Linked DNA regions of Mus musculus: region 1 is linked to region 2. The links are chromatin contacts, called in public promoter capture Hi-C maps. All regions are on one chromosome and are shown on one strand. Each heading gives the region's core, a stretch centred on a gene start, on an enhancer-like site or on the middle of the called end of the contact. The rest is flanking DNA. Distances are from core to core; before and after follow the strand shown.

What was found. Promoter capture Hi-C pulls out the DNA fragments that hold promoters and counts their contacts.
Region 1: a promoter capture Hi-C map of embryonic stem cells shows a contact between it and region 2. The contact joins the promoter of Dusp12 here to the promoter of Tmco1 in region 2. A contact is called at or near these places in 1 of 39 promoter capture datasets (embryonic stem cells) and 1 of 484 Hi-C or Micro-C datasets (embryonic stem cells).

What each region holds. Positions count from the first base shown.
Region 1 is chr1:170,881,487-170,888,050 of GRCm38.p6, reverse strand. Dusp12 (dual specificity phosphatase 12) reads left to right here and starts at 2,511. Exons shown (of 6, transcript NM_023173.2): 1 at 2,511-2,984. The coding sequence starts at 2,644.
Region 2 is chr1:167,303,957-167,310,172 of GRCm38.p6, reverse strand. It overlaps Tmco1 (transmembrane and coiled-coil domains 1), which reads right to left and starts at 1,503. Exons shown (of 7, transcript NM_001039483.1): 1 at 1,240-1,503; 2 at 790-867. The coding sequence starts at 1,309.

The DNA of each region.
Region 1 (6,564 bases), core at 1,262-3,761, 3.6 Mb before region 2:
GTCCCCCATTATTTGGACATTTCATTTAGATTGCTTTCATAGACATATACATTTTAGGAAGCTCTACTGCATTAGGTTTTCATGCCACCCCACTCATATAAAATTTACTTTTATATCTCTCCCTGCTTTTCTCTTCCCTTCCCCATTTGATCTTTCTGTTCTAGTCAACCCCCAACCCATCATAACTACTCTTCTATTTCCCTTTCCTAGGGAGAGCTGTCTTTCCTCTCTTGTCCCCTACTCTACACTAAAGCTCAGTTGATTCTGTGGATTGTAGCTTGGTTATTGTTGGCATCAGGACCTCCAAACCTATGACATCACATAGGTGACAGGGTGACCTGCAGACATGTTGCCAAGACAACAGGCACCATATTCCCAGAATCTACTTGGCTCATCTCCCACTTTTACCTGTGTTTCATCGTTTTCCATATAAATAAAGGGAACACCTCTCTCTCTCTCTCTCTCTCTCTCTCTCTCTCTCTCTCTCTCTCTCTCTCTCTCTCTCTCTCTCTCCCTCTCTCTCCCTCTCTCTCCCCCCCCCACTCTGTCAGGAGCCATAATAGGAAGCAGATGATCATCCTGAAGTGGCCTGCTTTGGATTATTATATAATCTGCAACAGGTGAGCCCTCATTAAGCAAGGCTGTGAGGGACTAATTTTAGGAAAGATTCCTGCTATTAATATGCTTTTCCTGTTAATATGCTTTTTCTGTTACTATTAAATATATATAACAATCACTAAGTAGTAGCACACCCTTTTGGAGCAGATCTCTGCAGATCCATGAAGATCTTGTCGTGTTGCTATATAGACAAATAGATAACTTAAGTCTTCATGATGATCCTATAGGAATTCCTAAAATTATATCTGATTATTAAGCTCTTTTATAACAGGACTGCTGTTAGGTCCTTTTCTGATAGTCAAAGCTGCAATGAGAAATCTGTCATTCTCCCAAGTATCACCAGTTAATTGCTCTTAGATGGTAACCAGACCTTCTCCTACTCAGAGCACATTCCAAGAGGTTGTAAAACAATTAACCAAAGGTCATTAAAAGGCAACTAACAATTTATTGTAGGTGCTAGGACAGAAGATAAAATACCAACTGGGCTTATCTATACAAACCTTCACTTTATAACTTATGGATTTAAACCTTCAGTGAACCTGTGGAGCTGAGACAGGTGATCGATGTTTAGCTAGATAATCACTCCTAATGGATATGCATGTAAACATTCTCTGCTGTAAACTTCTATTTCAATTTATGATTTGATTTTTTGTGTGAACTTGTGATGAACTTGTAACATGTGATCATGTATTCTGGAAGACGTATAAGTACCAAGGACAAAGAGACACGAAAGAATCATAGAGAACTAAGATCAATGGAGAGCTAAGATCAATAGAGGAGACTTTTTTGCCTTTCCCCACTTAGACTAGATTCTTTTCCCTTTCCCCACTTAGAGAATTTTTCCCTTTACCCACTCAGGATCTTTCTGCTTTTCCCCTTAGATAGCTTTCATAGGAAACTTTTTACAACTTGGTAATAAACTCTATAATTATTTATCTAAGTGTCTTCTCTTCCTGAGACCGGACTAGCAGGCTGAAAGTTAGAGCCCAGCAGTTCCTGCTGAGATAGACATATCTATCTATCTCTCTTGTGGCTTGAAGAAGAGGTGCTAGTTGCCAGAAACTGTAGTTTCTGGCCTCAGAGGATCACAGAAGGCAGATCAGCTACAACAGCACGGTAACTTAGGCTTAGATAAGTAAACGCTTTATTATACAGCATCCCTAAATATCTCAACAAAGTCCTACCCTCCGCCTAAGCTCTTCCCTCTCTACCCCAAAAGCCTCAAGAAGAACATCCCACTCCAGAGCTGCCCCCATCTCTCCCTCTCCCTCCCTCCCTCACTTCTCTTTCTGCCGCCACCTCCCTCCCATCCCCCAATAAAATTCTTACACGTGGAACTGTTTGGGCCCAGTGTACTGTGTTCAGACTCGAGCCTCTATTTTAACACATCAGTTATCACAGCTAATATCCACATATAAGCTTATACATACCAGATTTGTCTTTCAGGGTCTGGGTTACCTCACTCAGAATGATTTTTTTTTCCCGAGTTTCATCCATTTATCTGCAAATTTTATTTTTTTTTTTTAAAATGGCTGAGTAATACCTTATTGTGTGAATGTACCACATTTTCTTTATTCAGTCTTCTGTTGTACATCTAGGTTGTTTCCAATTTCTGGCTATTATGAGGCATCAATAGGCAACATGGTTGGGCAAATGTCTCAAATGGTAGGAAGAGTGGCTTTGCTGGATCTTGAGATAGATTCCCATTTTCCTGAGGAACCTCCAAGCTGATTTCCATAGTGACTGTACAAGTTTGTGGTCCTACCAGCAACGGATGAATGGAGACTTTATTTTTCTGCCTTGGACTTTAGAAGGTTGGGTGGAAAAGCTGCTCTAAATGGAGCTTATTTAAGCACACAGCCCGAGCACGGCTCACATCACCTTCCCCAGAAGCAGTCATTTTCCCTATTGCCATGGTCCTCCCACGGCGCTGCTGAGCGGCTGGAGCTATTCCGACACAGGAGTCAGTCACTCTAGCCGGTGACTTGGTGGCGGGCAGCGGCTGCCTGGCTTCCTGGCTCTGCCATGTTGGAAGCGCAGGGTTCTAACCATGGCTGCGAGCGCCAGGCTCCGACTGCCAGTCCCGCCAGCTCGGCAGGGCACGCCGTGGAAGTGCGGCCCGGGCTGTATCTGGGTGGGGCAGCGGCAGTGGCGGAACCGGGCCATCTGAGGGAGGCGGGCATCACCGCCGTGCTGACGGTGGACTCTGAACCGGCTTTCCCGGCTGGGGCTGGGTTCGAAGGTCTCCGGAGCCTCTTCGTGCCGGCGCTGGACAAACCCGAGACCGACCTGCTCAGCCACCTGGATCGCTGCGTGGCCTTCATCGGCCAGGCTCGCTCCGAAGGCCGCGCGGTGTTGGTGCACTGGTGAGTGCCACGTGCAGGGGGGCGGTGCCTTGCACCGGGTCTCGCCTCTCTGCAGAGGCGCCCAAAAGTGGAGGTTCCAGGCTGTCAGAGCCAAGACCCTCGTTCCTCATCTTCCCTTGGGGTGTGTGGTTCCAATGAGGGTTCCAAAACCCGCCCTTGGTTAGTGTTTTGTTTGATTTCATCTTGCAGCAACTGTCTGTCTGTCTGTGCATCCATCTATCCGTCCATTCGTCCATCGTTCTATCTGCTTGTCTATATTTTGGGGGTTAGGTTAAAGTTTATCAGATTTGTAAGAGAAGTCAGACACTCAAGCCGGCGAATGTAATACAGGTCAGATGTATTGGGGTGAAAATACGTGATACTTCCTCGCCCTAAAGGCCACTGTGATTAACAAGGGAAAAACATGTGACTTTTTGTTTTTTGAGACTGGGTCTTACTGTATAGATCTGGCAGGCCTGGAACTCGCTATGTAGAGCAGGCTGGCTTCAAAAAGCACAGATGTCCACCTGCTTCTGTCCAGAGGGCTGCACACCTTGAGTGTGAAACCATGCTGGAGGATTTTTAATCAAAGTTATACGTGACGGGCAAGTTTAGAGAAACATTCACGGACCAAAGGAAAACTGTACTGACTGGTTTTGTGAGTCAACTTGATACAGGCTGGAGTTATCACAGAGAAAGGAGCTTCAGTTGGGGAAGTGCCTCCATGAGATCCAGCTGTGGGGCATTTTCTCAATTAGTGATCAAGGTCCCACCCACCTGGGCTGGTAGTCTTGGGTTCTATAAGAAAGCAAGCCAGGGAAAGCAAGCCAGTAAGGAACATCCCTCCATGGCCTCTGCATCAGCTCCTGCTTCCTGACCTGCTTGGGTTCCAGTCCCGACTTCCTTGGTGATGAACAGCAGCATGGAAGTGTAAGCTGAATAAACCCTTTCCTCCCCAACTTGCTTCTTGGTCATGATGTTTGTGCAGGAATAGAAACCCTGACTAAGACAAAAACGGTTCACATTCTTGGAATAATTAAGACTGGACAGTTGTATAGAAAAGTGATTGAGGCTGGGCGGTGGTGGCGCACGCCTTTAATCCCAGCACTGGGGAGGCAGAGGCAGAGGCAGGCGGACTTCTGAGTTCGAGGCCAGCCTGGTCTACAAAGTGAGTTCCAGGACAGCCAGGGCTATACAGAGAAACCCTGCCTCGGAAACAAAAACAAACCAAAAAACCAAAAATGAAATAAAATAAAAAATAAAGAAAGAAAAAAAAAAGAGGTTGGACAAGAGGAGTGTGACATAATGCTTAGCGAATGAGCCAGGAAAGTCAGCCTGACCTGTATTGAGCTGTTTCTTCTGGTGTATAGGCAAAGCCCTTTCTGGAATTATTGTCTTAGGATATATCAGACTAAATAGATCCGAGAATTGATTTGTCTTGCTAGCATGTTAGGCAAACATTCTGTTACTGTGGCGGCATAGCCCTAATCTTAAGAGAATGCCTTTGTGGCGGGTTCTTAGTAAGGTGGAGGAAAGTTAGAGTGATATTTTTCTCTCCATATTTTTGTTGTTTTTGTTTTTGAGATGGAAGGTTTGCTGTGTAGTCCAGACAGTCTCTTAAGCTTGCGGTCCTCCTGCATCTGCCTCCTAGTGCTGGTGTTATTACACATAAGCTACTTACGACTTCTGGAGTTTGTGCTTAGGATTGAAGAAGAGGTCTTCTAACCTCTCTGTCTTGCCCTAGGGTGAGTGGGGAGAGAGAGAAGCAAAAGCACGAATACTGAGATCTGGAGAGACTCCAACGTTAAGAGCAAAGGACCTTGGACCTTGGATTTGTCCTGTAGCCACTACATTTTTTTTTTTTTAAATGTACACAGAACGGTCAAAAAGTGTGGTTAGCTACTAAGCCCAACCTGATAGATCACAGGCTCTGATTCTTTCTCCCAGAAATCAGGTCATCCCTCAGCCCCCTGCAGCTCTCTGGGGCAGGAAGTTGACAGATGTCAGTTGTGACCTTACTCTCTTACAGGCCTCTTTCTCCCATCAGCACCTGTGAGCCTGACTAGGTCAGCACTACCCCCTTGCCCCCAGTCTCCAGATAACATTGATTTATAACTCTACTTTTATATAGTGTACTTCTGCCTTATGACTCTTGGCTTGGAGGCCAGCCTGGATAGGTCACCTATTGTGGAGCTTGCCTCCCTCCAAGGAAACAGTAAGAGTCAGAAATTCCACTTGTCTCCTGGAACTGAAGTCTCTTTCTCTTTGGAAACATATAAACATACATTCACACCCATACGTATATATATAGTCATATAAATATAACATATCTATGTAGTATATAGTTATATAGTATAAATAATTATAAATATATTAAATAGAATTATAATATAACATAACATATTACATATATATTATATGTGTGTGTGTCTCTCTTTATACACGTGTGTGTGTGTGTGTGTGTGTGTGTGTGTGTGTGTGTGTGTGTGTGTGTGTGTGTGTGTATGTATGGTGGAATGACTCTCCTTTCCCAGATTTGAAGGCCCACTTTTTCCCTTCAAGGCTGGCATCTTCTGCCTCTGGTATGATGGGATTTCTGCTAACCTCTCTCCTCGGTGCTGGAAAATGTCGGGGGGGGGGGGGGTAGCCTCAGGGCTTTCTTGCCTAACAAAGCTCACCTGAAGGGCTTTTTTGTGGTGTTCTTTCCTACAAACCCACAGTAAGTTAAAACACAACCTGATTCAGAATTATAGATCCCTTTTCATTAGGAGCAGGGGTAGTGGGGAAAGTCAGCAGATTTGGGAGGAACAGTAGGTGGGTTTTCAGTGGACAGGGAGGGACCGACAAGATCCTTCGAGCCTGTGCAACAGTGAAACAATCACAAATGATTGTTTTTGGAATACTGAGTTGGGTCAGCATAGAAGACAGCCGAGTGTGACAGTCAGCTGTGGTGTGGCGACAAACTTGGCTTTTCCCTGCTCTTTGAATATAATTAATGAAAAGTCAGGGAAGGGACCTGAAGTAACTTCTGTCATCTTTGTTGCTTCTTGGACTTTAAGCAACAAAGAAGATAAAGCCTGCCTTCACCTGCTGCTAATTTGAAGTAACTGGTATACTCTGATGCCTGCTAACTCCGATGCCTGCTAACTCAGTTCTCAAGACTGCAGTCAGCCCAGATTCTATTTCCTTTTTTTGGGAAGTGTTGAGATTAAATCCTGGGGCTTCACATGAGCAAGTGAAGTGCTTGTCTACCAGATGGACCCCCAGTCCCAAGAAGATTTTTTTTTTAAATGCTCTGTCTGGGCTGAGAGAGAGTGTCTGGTAAACGGGGTTATTGGGATATGAAGGATTCATGGGACTTGTCTAGGACATTGACAGGTATATTGCAGCAAAACCACAAGGCTAGGAAATCTTAGTAGGTGTTTGGGGATTCCAGAGCGGTCCTGTTGGAGTCCGACAGAGCCTCTTTGTTGGACGCTGTCTGTGTGCCAGCAGTTCTAAAGATTCACACGAGGACAGGAGGTAGTGATAAGAAGTGCGGAATCAGATCTGGAACAACTTGAAGTTCAGAGCCAAGGAGCCATGACAACAGTTAAAACAT
Region 2 (6,216 bases), core at 254-2,753:
ATCAGCTGTGCCCTGCTAAATTTTAACTTTCCTTCAAAAGTCACAAATTTTACCCATGTTAATCATTTTTTCAATCATTTTTCAGCTTTCTCACCCGACTGAAACTTGGCTAAACTTTAAAGGGTACCACTCCCACTGACACTAGTCACAGTGACTTATTCTCCAAACACAGCTCACACATTCAAATCTCCATGTTTACGTGATTTTTCCTTTCCCTAGAATTTCCTCTCCCTCTTTTATCTTCTATCTACATTCTAACTAATCCACAAGGCACTGGGTCCATCTGTACCATGAGATCTTCCATAGTCTCTCACAACAGAACAGGACCTCTTCTTTAGAATGAAGACTCTGTGTGTGTGTGTGTGTGTGTCTGCCATGACCCCTTTCCCCTTTAGCTCCCCGCCCCCCCCCCCCCCCCCCCCGTTTTAGGCAAGGTCTCGACAGGAAGTAGATCCAGCCTGGAATGCACTATGTAGACCAGGCCTGCCCTATCTGGAGCTCTACCACACCCAGATTCCTTTTAGCTTTATTAAAGATGCTGCACAAAGGTCTTTGATTTCTATCTTTACCAAGTTAGAGTATGGTTTTGTTTGTAACATGAATCTCCCTATGTAGCCCACACTAGCTGCGAACTCACAATCATGTCCATCTCCTGAGTGTTGAGATTTCAGTTGCCCTAACAAGGAACACTGGCTTGTAGTATTCTTGGTATACTCCTCTCTTAGTTACTGTGAACATGCACCCATTGAACTTCCCGTGTTGAACCGTCCACCGTCTTACCATACTCACATTTTTTACTTTGTTTTTCCACTTCTGCCTTCAATCTCTTGTATTTGTCTGTCCTGTAAACCAGGACCCAGGTTATGCCTAAACAGTAAAAGCAACATGCTAATGAGAAATAAATGGAAATCACAACAAACCATCTTTAATTGTTAGTATTGGAGACAAAAGGATTTCGACATTTTGCTCTATACTTATCAGTAACTTTTTTCAAAGTCAGATCAACCCATGTTTTGTTTTGTTTTTTTCAGTGTATCCACAAATACGTAAAGAAAATCAGGACGTATGACTCCACACTACTCTCCTGCTTCTATAGGGGGATGAGCCCGGGATTTCTTGCAACGGACCACGCAGGCCGCAGGGAGTGAGGCTCCCGATCTTTGCTCATGGGGTGCGAGGGACCCCAGTGCCCTTCCACCCTGGGATTAATCAAACGTCCAAGGAAACAGCCGCCCTCACCCTCGGCGAGCAGCGCGGTGCACACGGAGATAAAGACGATGAGCAGCGTGTCTGCAAACATGGTGCTCATCTCGCCCGTCTGTCCCCGCGCTCCCACCCTCCGCGGGGGGAAAGCACTCCAGAGCCAGAGAGACCGGGAAGAGACGTGGCGGGACCGACCCTCGAGGAGCGCTACAACTTTGACAGCCCCGAGTCTACACTTCCGCTTCCGGGGCGCCGACCCGGAACTACAGGCTTCACTCCCGCCGTCTGGCCGCCATAGTCGGGAGAGAGCGGCAACGCGCAAGTCTCGGGGGCCGAAGGCGCGCGCCAGGCCCGGTCTCGCGAGAGTTGGAAAGCCAGGTCGGTCGGAGGATGGCGGTGTGGTGGCGGCGGCGTTGCGACCTCGGCAGTGCGTTACCTGCTCTCCGAGCCCGATCGCCTACCTCACACTAGAACCCTGTCACACGGTGGCTGGACTTCACCCGCATCCCCGCCTCCGTGGCCGAAAAGTTAGGCCACCGCGTGCGGAGCGTCAGGGTCTGGGGGCTCGCCCCGGTCCTGGGCTGGGCGAGCCGAGTCGAGGAGTCCTCGGGCGCTGGTTAAACCAGCCTTTATGATGCCGGGGACGCCGTTGGAGGAGAAGGGCTGCACAACTCGCTTGCTGCGGCCGGGCTTTTATTGGAAGGAACGGTGGCGCAGTCGAAGGGGAAGAAGTGAAAACGTTGAATTTGAGTTAGAAGTGTTTTGGGGGCTGGGCGGTGGTGGCGCACGCCTTTAATCCCAGCACTTGGGAGGCAGAGGCAGGCCGATTTCTGAGTTCGAGGCCAGCCTGGTCTACAGAGTGAGTTCCAGGACAGCCAGGGCTATACAGAGAAACCCTGTCTCGAAAAAAAAAAGAAAGAAAGAAAAAAAAAAACAGCCGGGGGGTTGGGGGGGGACGGACACGGGGATAGAAAAAGGTGTGGTGTGTAAAAGTAGGATGTCTTGAGAGAGCCTCATACACTCAGATGTCCTCCGTGATGGACTGTAAATTACCGTGTGCAAGCGGGGCGAGAAAATGACGGGAAGGCCTTGATATAAGAGCACTCGATTCCTCCCAATTCTCAGATCTGCTCTTTTTCCTCAAGAAAACTCAGAAGTCTTCCTTTGTGCGTCCTTGTGTTTTTTTGAGACAGGGTTGCACTATGGAGCCCTGGTTGACCTGGAGCACTCAAGAGACCCCCCTGTCCTAGCTTTCCATAACTGTGCCACCATGCCCAGTTTGACTTCCATTTTCTGTCATTGTTCTTCCAAATTTCACTGCACACAATTTATAAATCTTCTGTAGCATTACCTTTTTAGTTTCTCTTGCCTTATATTTATCCAGGACTCCTTTAATAGATATTAAATATATGTCTATTAAATAAAGATATAACTATAAATATACGTCTTTAATAGACATTAAATATATGTCAGGAACAGTACTGGGCCCTGTAAGATGGAGCAAGATAAGATTCCTTGGTTCCAAAATTCCCCAGGGAAATTGTACGCCATAGTAAGATAGAATTATAGCTAAAGTGTTGAGAGCGCAAGACCGATTCTTCACGGAGGATTCAGAAAAGCTTCAGAAGCCAGGCGGTGGTGGTGCACGCCTTTAATCCCAGCACTTGGGAGGCAGAGGCAGGTGGATTTCTGAGTTCGAGGCCAGCCTGGTCTACAAAGTGAGTTCCAGGACAAACAGGGCTCCACAGAGAAGCCCTGTCTTGGAAAACCAAAAAAGAAAAGAAAAGAATAGCTTCAGAAAGGTCAGTCTGAGCTGAGTCTTGATTTGAGCAGGAGTTCACACAAGGGTATGTTTTTATTTAATCTTCTACATCACCCAAGGTAAATGTTGAGATAGGACAAAGGGTTGACCTTTAGCTCTGCCAGGTTTTCAGTTCTGCTTGAGTCTACTGATTAAGGCTTTTAGCCTCAGTTTTCTGTAACCATTAATGGCACCAGCTGGGTAAAGCTGTTAAGAAGCTTGACTGAGACAATATGTACTGTATAGCATTTTATACGTGCTTGATGTGGAGTTTAACAAGTATGATGCTGACTATATAATATTAAGAATCTAGTTAAACCATACTATACTGTAGCTCTACATACACTAGCTTAAAGTTATGAAAAGGGGAGGGTTAGAATCGGTGAAATGGGGCTGGAGTCAGTGCTTTCTCTAAGCACTGTCTGCTCTTGCAGAAGATCTGAGTTCAGTTCCCCTGCACCCACATGAAAGCACACTACCAGCCTTCACTCCAGTTTTGGGTGATCTGGCACCCCCTTCTGGCCTCTGCAGGCATACGTGCCTATAAAATAAATAACCCAGGCATGGTCACGATTCCAGCATTTGAGAAGTTGCCAGATTGCTGAGTTCAAGGCCAGTCTGGTCTACAGAGTAAGTTACAGGACAGCCAGGACTACACAGAGAAGCCCTGTGTTGAAAAAACAAAACTAGGGCTCATCAGTTAAGAGCACCGACTGCTCTCCCAGGGGTCCTGAGTTCAATTCCCAGCAACCACATGGTGGCTCACAACCATCCGTAATGAGATCCGATGCCCTCTTCTGGTGTGTCTGAAGACAACTACAGTGTACTTACAATAAATGAATGAATGAATAAATAATGAAGCCACATGCCTTTGATCCCAGCACTATGGAGGCAGAGGCAAGTGGACTTCTGTTTGTTCAAGGCCAGCTTGGTACACAGAGGGAGTCCCAGGAGAGCCAGGATTACACAGAGAAACCCTGTCACTAACAGCCAAAAAGAAAAAGGGGGTGGGGGGGAGGGGGCAGGCAGTGGTGCATGCCTTTAATCCCAGCACTTGGGAGGCAGAGGTAGGTGGATTTCTGAGTTCAAAGCCGGCTTGGTCTACAGAGTGAATTCCAGGACAGCCAGGGCCCCACAGAGAAACCCTGTCTCAACCCACCCCCACCCCCACCCCCAGCAAGGGGGAAAAAAAAGGAAAAAGTGAGCTGGAGTGCTGACTCAGCAGAAGTTAAGTGCACCTGCTGCTCTAAAGGACTTGTATTCAGTTCCCAGCACCCACAAAGCTGCTGTCACAGCTGGCTGCAACTCTGGTTCCAGGGGATCCATGGTACACTCTTCTGGCTGATGGCAGAGCCATACGGATGGTTCTTATAAATTCAGGCAAAGCACCCCCACACAAGATTTTTTAGAAATGATTAGTCAATGACATGGACTGATAAACACATCTCAGCTGTCCCTGTGCAAATGTTTACTGTGCGAACAGCAGCTGCTAAGATACTGGGACGGCGGTGTGATGTCACAGTCCTGCACGTTACTGAAGAACTGACTTAGTTCAAATACTACTTTCCCTAACAGCCTTAACAGACAGTATTTAGAAACTTTTCTCCTGGAAACCGTCCCCACCCCCACCCCCACAGCACACTGTCCTGCTCCAGCCTCTAAGCTTTTGTCTGTGGCTTCCTTTATTCTCCTTAGTAGTACCCAGTATGCTTGGTGACAGCTAGAGTCCTCTTTGTTCATATTTGCTTCTTGCTGCATTACCCCTTCCTGTGATGATAAAGAGGCACTAACATTCAAATGCTTTACATTACTAGTAGACTTAGTACTGCTATAAAAAAAATCTGTTCAATGGGAGTAAAAGTACTTACATTTAACAGTTACTGTTTGGGGTATGGAGGATTACTGCAAAGGTCTGAAGTTGGGAGGGCTGCTTTCCTTCAAATCTGGACCACAGATAAACTAGCTATTTAATTTTAGGCAGTGATTCACTAAAGTGTACTTGAGAGGAAAATGGGGTAATAGTTATGCTGGTGCCTACATCCAAATGTTTTATTTCGTTTCCTGCGAAAGAAAAAAATATCATTACACTTGGTGGTCTCAGCTGAGAAAGGAGACTGTAAGGAAAAGAAAAAAAGAATTCGCTGTCCCTGCTGAGGGTAGTGCCACAGGCTTAATCCCACCAGTGTGGTCAGGAGGCAGAGGCCGGGTCAGCCAGCCAGGGTTAAGTAAGATGCTGAGTTTAAAAAAAAAAAAAAAAAAAAAAGCTTTATTTTTGTCTGGTCTATAATACAATTCACTTACTGCTAATGATGTTACTGGTTCTGTTAAAACACTGAGTACGCAATCCTTGGGCTGCCATTCTATCACTTCATTTAGATAACCAAACTGAGCCTGAATATAATAGTCAATATGTAACATCATATCTGAGTGGTTTGTAAACCTGGAATGAAGGCACAGTTCTCGGAAATGTCCTTTGTCTGGCTTGTCACATACCAAGTTTTATGGATTTCCCTATTTCCCTTATCTCCTCAGTTGCCACACATCTCCGTCATCATCGAGTCTAATTCACACCAGGACTGTGTTCATGTGTGGGATAGTTTTCTCCCTCGGCCAGCCACTCTGCCCATGCAGGCACTGTGATCCTTACACATGCAGAGCGACAAGATAGGGAGAACTGGGGGAAGAAGAAATAGTTGAGGTCATCCACCAGGTTTTTGTTTGCTTGTTTTGGGTTTTGTTTTGTTTTTTGTTGTTGTTGTTTTGTTTGGGGTTTTTGTTTGTTTTTTTGAGACAGGGTTTCTCTGCACAGCCCTGGCTGTCCTGGAACTCACTCTGTAGACCAGGCTGTCCTGGAACTCAGGAATCCACCTGCCTCTGCCTTCCAAATTCTGGGATTAAAGGCATGTGCTACCACTGCCCAGCAGATTTTTTTGCCCGTAAGCATTTAAATATATTCACAGCAAAAAACAGAAGAGGTATTGAGCTCTTAGGGAAAGACCCCCTTCTCCCCATTTTTACTATATAAAACCTGAGTTCATAAGCCTGAGCATTAAAGAAGTGTGAATTCTTCCTAAAGAAAAATAAAACACTAAACTATGTTGTTAGGTTTTTAGTATGTTGCCCTTCCCTCCAAAAAAATAATATCTGAGTTTGTGCATGTTTGTCCTAAGTGCATACTTAATTTGCTTTGGGCTAATCAATACTATTTTGAG